2 separate regions of the Drosophila melanogaster genome follow, and region 1 is linked to region 2. A link is a contact called in public Hi-C data. All regions are on one chromosome and are shown on one strand. The core of a region is the stretch at or near the end of the contact, and the rest is flanking DNA. Distances in the headings are between cores, read along the strand shown.

The links. A called contact is a pair of places that touch in the nucleus more often than the background predicts.
Region 1: a contact with region 2 is called in a Hi-C map of the OSC cell line, with 1.8 times the contacts expected there. A contact is called at or near these places in 3 of 107 Hi-C or Micro-C datasets (the OSC cell line, gut and ovary).

The regions. Positions count from the first base shown.
Region 1 is chr2L:6,289,272-6,293,735 of dm6, reverse strand. It overlaps Ddr (Discoidin domain receptor), which reads right to left. Exons shown (of 17, transcript NM_001298737.1): 4 at 3,740-3,971; 5 at 3,045-3,192; 6 at 2,551-2,730; 7 at 2,358-2,491; 8 at 44-251. Among named protein-coding and RNA genes, the nearest start is that of CG43922, 17 kb to the left of the region's middle.
Region 2 is chr2L:6,194,157-6,199,062 of dm6, reverse strand. It overlaps smal (smoke alarm), which reads right to left. Exons shown (of 13, transcript NM_164688.2): 4 at 2,288-2,519; 5 at 2,067-2,214. Among named protein-coding and RNA genes, the nearest start is that of smal, 17 kb to the right of the region's middle.

The DNA of each region.
Region 1 (4,464 bases), core at 641-3,140, 94 kb before region 2:
ATATGTTAGCTTTTACCCTTTTAGTTTGATTGACTTTGCTTACCTGATATGAACGTTATCTCGCTTATCATCATCCAGCGGGCGGCAAAGTATAGATGCAACTGCACGTAGCGCCCCAGACGATGATGCAACTTGATTGTCACATCGCGTGCATGATCCAAAACCAGATCGGGCATATAGGAAAACTGCACCGGCTCTCCAGAGAAGTGGCGGCCGCCAATGCTGAAAAACACTTTGGCATGGACGAAAACCTGAAATAAGGAAACGGATCGACGGATTATAGTAAGGGAGCAAAATGAACAAATCTTTGAATGGGTTTTGCGTTCAAAGAATTGTTACACGAAACCAATTAATTCTTGCTCGCGGCTTTCCCAGATAATTTATACAGAGTTCAGATACATAGTTGTATTAATTAATATTCAACCATCGTAATCAGCAAATGCATGGACAGGTGTTGGTGCACACACCTTTTTTCGATTGTGTGAACTTTGATTCGTATACAATTAGTATTTGTAATCTTATGCCCTACCGCCAATTTTGGTTAGAGTCACAAAATTGGTTATGGTCAGTTGTGAAAGCGACTTGTAGTATAGTCAAACAAAAACACCTCAACTTCTTAAATGGCTTGGACTGGTAGTATCGCCTATTTTTGGACAGCCGGATGTAGAGTGTTGTGTGAGTTGTAGTTTGCACCTAAGAATGGCTAATGAGTTGTACATCTAATGTCTCAAAGCTAAAGCTAAAATTGTTTAAGAAATATAAGTACCGTAAATCAATAAGCCACCACCTTGACATCCAAGACAAGTTGAACACTTCAAATCAAATTAACATCAAGAATGATCAAGAATATGTTTATAATTACAATATGTGTTAGCATCTTAATCTTTGTATCACATTTATATGCTAAGGTGTATAAATTTCGGAAAAAAATCTAATTATTGGAGTTCCGTTCCTTAATAAACCGCAAACTTTACAGCCAATTGGCAGCAGCTTTAAAGCGGCATATAAAATTTCAATTACCACAAATCTCGGATTTGATGCCGCCACTTGGGGCGCAGATGGAGTTTCTTAGATTCACCTGGAGGCATGGAGGCACTCAAGACCCCATTAGCCGCTCAATTCTGGTTTCGGTTGCCCCGTAATTTACAGAGCCTCTATGTCGTCGGCTGTTATGATTTTCATTTTTACGACTTTTCATTACCATTATCATTCGGTTGGACCAGTCTTCGCTATCAAACGACCCATTAGTCATGAAATTACGAAGTGAGCTTCTCAGCAGATCAACGTTGGCCACTTTGCGGTCGTGTCGTAAATAGTGGAAATGCCATTTATGACGCATTGATAAGCCTCAAAATTACACTGAGTGCGTTTTAATTATGAGACGCGTGTGGCCCTCCACACACCACCTGTTGGATCAAAAGACAAGCCAGCCCAACCGCACATCGTGGTCAGTGGTCTGGCCAAGATTAAGGACTTTTTTCCCATTCACTTTGAGGTCTGTTTGTTTGACTTTGCCCTCAGCATTAGTAATGAGCAGCTCTCATCCCACCAAAATGCATAACAAATATACTGTCCAGATTAAACGGGTATGCAGTCGTAGCCATCTTAATTAAATAGGTATAACAATATATAGTTAAATAGCAATATGTTCTTTAAAAGGTATTTTTAAAAACTTGAGAGATTAACGAAAAATGTTTATGGCGTTCCTTGAACAAGGTGGGAGTGTTCGAAAAAAGTAAACACTGTACAATCATTTTTGTGGCATAGCTATTTGTTTACATGGCATCCAGAGTTCAGATAAAGATATATGTATGTGCACTTTTATTTATATATACGCACTCACGCTGTTTGTTTACTTTCGATAAAGAGACTGCAGTGAGTAAGGAAATGACTTGATAATGGGTGCACTGGATACCCCGCGATTCCCCTCCATTCCATACTCGTAAGTACTCCGAGTCGGACCCCAAGAGCTCCCCATATCAATTTTAGTTTGTTTAGGTTCGATTGCGTCTTCGGTTTGTTTATAAAAAGCGTTTTTTTTCGATTTTTTTATTATTATTGCTTTGGGTGGAAGTTGCTGGAAATGTTTAGCTCTTATTTGCTCATTTCGCCGCCAGTTTGTCTGGCGAGGGACCCCCATTTGTGGTTCCAGGCAACCCATTGCGTTTTTGCTTTTACGATTTACTTCAACGGAATTTTGTAGATGTGGTGATTAAGTGAATAGCACTAGTTAACAAGTAAAATAAAAAATTAAGTAGGGCAAGCAAGATTACCTTAAGATGTGTTTAATCATTGATTTAAGGGCTTACGGAAAAAGCTTGATTTTAGTTGGTTTTTGTGTTTAACTTTTTATTTACCTGAACATCTTTGGAAAACATGTTGTTGGTGTGTATGATAACAGCACTTAAATTCCGAACTGTCTCAAACTCGAATATGATTTCAACTGGACGCCCGAGCAAAGTGTCGTTTCGCCAGCCAATCCATTCGTAACCTGACAAAGTGTTACAATTTTCAAAAGAATTGAACTTTAAAATGCTTCGACAATCGTACCTTTGCCAAGGCCATTAATATCGGCTCGAAAGTTGTCCTTGCCCCGCTGACCATCAACAAGTTGGCCCAAACCGTTGACATAATGATCACCCTCCTCGTATCCATCGTAGGTTTTGTCCGACAGATCGATGTCCATGCCCCTCTGCATGCCCTTGGGAATACTGTACGATACAATTCCCTCTGCAAAAGGGAAATAAATATATTTTAATAAAAATATATAAATATTCGCAGAAAATTAATGCTCAGATTATCATTTTACGGGAATTGAAAGTGTACTTTCCCATCGCCAAACTTAATTTTTGAACTAGTACTTTTAGTCTTCGGACTCGTAATAATTTATTTTCTGTCCGACTTTCATTACATTGCAGCTAAGGCCTCAGGCCACGAGTAAGATCGAATGGGGCGATATAGGGGTCAGGGGTTCCAGGTTCCTATGGTGTGGGAGTGGGGTCGGGGTTGGGGGCATAACTCATGGCAAGCGAATGGGCACCTACCTTCCCAGGCACAGCCGACGATCTCGGCGCGCAGGCAGACGGTGCGATCGTACTGGCTGTAGGGATAGAGTCGCACCTTGGACGCAAAGACGCTGGGCTGGAGCACGTTCTCCACCTCGCTGTAGGTGTTTATGTTGCCGGGCAGCACCTGGAACGAGAGAAGGGAGTTGGGGCCCAATTGGGGCAGGCATTACAAATGGGTGGCTGGCATGTGGTGTGTAGGTGGCAACCTGATCGCCAAAATACTATCATGAGCAGGCGAAATAAAAACAAAAGCGCTAAAATTGATTTCACATTGCTGGCAGCCAGCAAATCGATGGAACGGGTTCGAGTTCGCTTTCCAGCCGCGACACCTACGCAATTTTCTCAACTCCTCCACTTGCCAGTAATTCGCACGTAAATTGATTCGCTTAAAGATTCAATATCTTCAACACACTCTCCGCTCGAACCCAAGTCCCCAGATGGTTCAGATGGTTATCTACACTTGCCCCGGCCTGCTCATGATTAATGTGTGAATGGACAAAGCATAGAGTATCTTCGCAAACAGACTTTTTCTCACAGAGATCCTATTTGTTTAATGGTTTATTCCGATATAAACTCACTTTGGAGTAAACTAAAACTGTGAGTTATTTTTGCGAATTGCCTTTTCCACACCATAGTTTGATTTCCTGCTTTTATAAGTGCCTTCAGCTCACCTCTTTGCCTTGGAGGCTCCTCCATCGAATCCATTTCTTGAGGCCCGGCCTCCAGTACTCAATCACATAGGCTTCGGTATACTCCTGGCCCTGCCCCTTGCCAAAGCGACCCTGGGTTCGTATGGCACTGACCAGGTGGACACCTAGCAGGTCGACTTGCAGGTACTCCGTCAGACCACGAGATACCATGTGCTTGGGACACCAAGCGCCTCCGTTGTTGTCTATCTTAAGTCTGAAACGATAGGGAGGTATTAAAGTGAGAAAAACATTTCTCAAACACAATATACTTATATAAAAGTTATACACAACTATCTGCTTCATTAGTGAATGTTCGTCAAATGTATGTATGTTTGGTGTCGGTGGTCTGTGAGTGCCGTAACTTTTATTCACAAAACTGCAAGCATATACTGCATTATAGATACATATATACTATATACACACAGTTTACTTCATTCCTTTCGTGACCTACATTCTGTTCACTCGGAACAGCTGGATTATATTCAGTATGCATTTTTTTGTCACATGCTTCGTGTGGCATATTTTTTTGCAGCCACTGTTGGCCGCTCTTCATACGCTATTTTACGTTAATCGCGGCTTACAGCGCCCCAAGTCAGGACACCATAGGGCGAATTCGTAACCAAACGCCCGAAAGGATCTCCCCTCTACGTAAAAAGTCAAAAAATTCAACGATGCCAAGCTGACACAGCGAACCATTCCCAATCCTG
Region 2 (4,906 bases), core at 58-2,557:
TCCAGCTTAGCCACGCTTTCGATGTCAAAGTGGGGAGATAATCTCACTGACTGGTGGGTCGGTCGTATGAACCCTATTTTTTTTACGATTGTGGCGCTTTAACCCTAAGCGGAATACTTCGGGAGCGGCTATAGGTGGGGCCAAAGGGCCCCATTCAAATGCCAGCAGTTTCCGAAATTTATGGCCTGAATTTATAAACAATTATGATTCGATTCGGGCATGTTTTCGAGCAGATTAATGATCGCGTAATGAAATCGACGCGACCCCAAGAAGGAGATTTATTGATTTCTTCGCCCACTGTCCACTATCCACTGGCCGTCTGGCACTTGTCTAGACCCATCTGCTGTTAGGGCCAACAATGTGGCCCACTCGGGGCACAATCCATTCCCATCTTATCTTGTTTAATTTGCATATGAAATGCGCCATGTCGGCTCTCCTGTTCACATTCACATTCCCCGTGGCAAATCAAATGATAGTCCGCAAAATGTGAGCGGTCAGGAGGCTTGCATGTCTGCCACCCCCGAATCCATACACATCCATATTCAAATCCAAGTCCCCCGTTTCGTCGCAAATGGGCGTGCCGCAGCTAAAACTTGGTGCTCCCGCGCACACAAATGGCGCCACTTATCAGGGGAACTCGTCCCATTCCCAGGAGCCAGTTCGTAGTTCCTAGTTCCCCTTGTACCATCACCCCGAAGTCCCGCGACCAAACATTGCGTTAATTTACGGAAAAATTTTCAACTTCCGCGCCTTTTTCCGCTCCTCGGGGGCATTTGGGGAACTTGGGGCTCTACAAATTGTCATTAGGCGCGTTTCGCTGGCCAGTTGTGTACTATTGCTGCCGGCGGAAAAGTCGCCGCCCAGCCCATGGAAATTATAGAAAAATTTGTTTGTCCAGACTTGTTTCTGGCCCGTGGACTACTTGACAATTGCGTGCAAAAAATCGACAAAGTAAAGGTTAGGAGCAGCCGCCGACCAGGTTGGTCATGTTGTTTGCGTACACTGGGAAAAAGTGTGGCTGACATTCAAATAAAAATCTCGAAGATGCAGTAATGACAGTAACTCGCTTGCAATCTGTTAGCAATGGATAATGCTAATGAGATAACAAATTCTCTCAAATCTGATGGTGCATTGTAAACACTCCATTTCAGCAGTGCACTGAGTTGTTTCAGAGTTTTCCTGTTCTTTTTCCTTATTTTTTTTATTTATTTTTTTGTTTTGTTATCGGACGACTGACGGGACATGGTGTTCAGCGTGCCCGGCATGTCGTCGTCTGGGATTTCGATTTCGGTCGGGTCTAGCCGGGAGAATCGGATTGGTATGGGATGTTTTTGCAACGTCTGCACGCGATATATATTTCAAGTACAGTGCTCATGGCGTTGAAAAGAAATCCCGACCATCAAGTTGCGGTGCCCCTATGTTGGGAAAGAATCAGGAATGCGCTACACTTGGTTCCATGGAGCGTAGCAGTCACCTTGATTGGATTACGTGGTTCGGGCCAGACGTTGCCTGGATATTTCTTGTTATGTGGTGGGCATAGTCCTCTGACCTGGGAACTTGGACTCGCCTGTGTGGGTCATGCGATTCGGGGGCGACTTTGAGGGTTTTCGCGGAACATGCATATAATGCGGTAAGTAAGGTCTAATGGAAATTATGGAATTTTTGGGGAAGGTTGAACATGGTAGTTAAATAAACAAAACTTGGAGTGAAGTAAATGGTTTCCTTGAGCTAAAAACTTTTACGTTATGCTGGAAACAAGTGGTATGCATTAGTTATTTAAAGTGGCTCCGAATCGCAGATCATGCCAGGCCTTATAAGCCATCTGGAACTCGAGCATCTGGACACTCCGCATGCCGCATGCCACGAGTGTCCACAAGCCAATCGTGCGAACACTTAAGCCGCTTTTGCTCCTCTAATTGCAAACAGGCTGCCTCTCGGGTTTGTGGAATGATAAATTAGCGCTGACACTAAAACGCTGTTAGCCCCTCCGCACTATCATTGCTCATGTCAAGCTCTTATCGCCTCCACTTGGATACGGCATCCCCTACTCCCGCGACTGTACTCACCTTCCCATGGACAACCGACGATCTCGGCGCGCAGACAGACGGTTCTATCGTACTGGCCATACGGATATATGCGAATCTTGGAGGCGAAGATGATCGGCTGCAGGGCATTCTCCACCTCGCTGTATGTGTTGATATTGCCGGGCAGAATCTGTGGAGGATAGATGAGAGATGGGATTAGCTGGAAGATATGCTCTATGCTTGGCTTCACAGTGGACACCTACCTCCTTGCCCTGGATGTTCTTCCAGCGCTGCCACTTGTCGAAGCCCGGTCGCCAGTACTCCAGGACATAGGCCTCGGTGTACTCCTGACCCTGACCCTTGCCATAGCGACCCTGGGTGCGGATCGCCGTGATGACGTGCGTCTGCAGCAGATCTACCTGCAGGTACTCCTTCAACGCATTCGACACCATGTGCTTGGGACACCAGGCTCCTCCGTCATTATCGGTTTTCAGTCTGGAAAAAAGGAGGATGCAGAAGGCACAAGTTTATTAATCAGACTCTCTCTACAGTAGCCGCGAAAACCAGTTGCTGGCGTGATGGTGTGGGTTGGGCATATGGGGGGGATTTTTATAAATTAATTGACATTAAGCGTTCGGCACCACATGGAGCCCCCCCCCCCCCCTAACCAACCAAACACCCCCCCTAACCAAGCCCGGCAAACGAAACGCTGCCCCAATCGCAACCACTGGCGTTTGTGGTGCGTCGTCTGGCAGCTCGTCTCGTTCGTTAAGCTGTTTGCGGTTTTAGACACAGCAGGATGTTGTCTGTGTAATTAAGGATTAATTTAACCTATTCCCGGACGGACAAACTTTAAGCAATTTTCAGCCCCTCTGCCAAAGCCGTCGATACGTTAACCACTACTACCTCGCCATTCGGTTTATATTTCAATTAAGTTTTACATGCTTGATTGCATTTCGGCTGCCTTAATGCCTGGCCATTACTCATGGGCCAGCTACCAGGCAAAGGCATAGGCCTAGACCCACTTCGAACCCAGTCAAGTCAAGTGAAGTGACTGGAGTAGTCCTACTCCTGGCCTCCGGTCCTCCTGTTGGCTTCGTGGCAAATTGCTTCATTTGGCCGCTCGAACCGGCGGCTGCCAGCGGGCTATTGGAATTGAATTCGATTGCGATGTTTATTTGCCGGCCAACTGGGATTTTAAGTGCATGCTGTGGACTGCGGACTGGGGAATCTCTAAAAAAAATGTACATGCTACGCCCCAGCCTTTGGCGAATGGCCATTAGTAGAGCGCTTCCGCGTGCATTGAGACATCGTTTAGTTGGGTTCGCACGAAATAGCCATGCAAATGATGCACTAAGATGCCTTCTTGCCAAATACTCTGGCTGGAGAGGCGCTGGAAAATTTTAATTATATTACAGCCACAGTTGAGCAGAGAGGTCAGTTTAATCTTCATAAAATAAGGTTTTCCGCCGCGTCCGTCCTTCTTCGGTGTCCAAAGGCCCCCCCAAATGGCAGGCAGGAAGGAAAAAAGAGTGGAGAGCGAAGCAAACAAACATCATTTAAAATGCTAATATCCGCAGTTATGTGCCTTTCAACTTGACTTTAATTATTGTTATTGCCAGAGTTAACAATCTGCGCCACCGTCGTCGACTGCTCATTCCGAGCGCTGATGGACTGGCTAACTGCCTGTGCGGACTCCAACCGGAGGACTCCGACATCTAATCGCTTGTGTTTCGGTTCGGATTTTTTCCCTTCTCATCGCCGTAATATGTAAAAGGTTGTAAACGTAATGGCCGCCTGGCGGTGGTGGACGATGGGCGCGGTAATGAAAATCAAACAGCGCCAACTGTCATTAAACTAATCTCCGTAATTCAATAGCCCCAGACGGGGACCGCAAACCGTCATCGCAGCCATCGCGCAGCAGTCATCTCATGGCCTCCTGAGGACCCCGATCCCCGCCAGCAATTTCTCGTAAGTGCATGTCGAGACCCCACTAGCCAGCCCCATTCCCGAAATGAATTACGTCGAGTTCCTTTCGAGCACATCTTTTCAAGCTAGTTAGTCTAGTTAGGTAAGTGCACGGCAGCCGCAAATTATAATGCTGCCTGCACTTTTGAACTTTACTGGTTGACTCTGTGGAACTTTCGGCTAAGCAAATTGCAGTTCGCCTGATTGGGCATGCCGGGGAAATTGTAAGTTAGTTGGCGGGCAAGGAGATCGAAAGACAAAAGAGAAAGTTGCTGACTGCGAGGAGGAGGAGTTGGGGGAGGGAGCCAAAGTGTTTTCTAGCACTGAATAGTTGCGCCACCGAAGGGAAATTAGTGTAAGGTGAATTGGGCAAAAGTTCTGCAACTTCAACTGGAGCACTCTTTAATTGGAGCTCCAAGGAGATCCGCCGCTCCGCAACACCACAACTCCGCTTCACGCTTAATAAATACATACATATATCTTCGTGCAGCACTTAGCCTCCTAAGGAATCGCAATCTGACATCGTCTGTCAATCGGATCCACTTGGCGGTCCCACGGACAGCCGACTACGAATGCCCCACGAATTCAGAGATCTTCCCCCACCGCGCTCAGGTGATTCAGTTGGCATTGCCATCGACCCCCCTTACGGCTGTGGAGTCTGCCCGCATGGCAAACTTATCGGTGCCCAGTCCGATCTCAACTTTCGTGGCCCGTCCTCTGCTCAAATGCTCCTTAGTACAAATTCCGGTTAATCTGGCACAAAATGAAGAACAAAAAAATACAAAAAAAAAAGAGGCAAACACAGCCAAATATATTTTGTTTATCTCCGACGTGCTCAACACGCGTTGTCTTTGTGGTTATATTTTAGTACCGCCATAAAGGGGTAATGTTAATGATGCCTTTGTGGTGGTGCT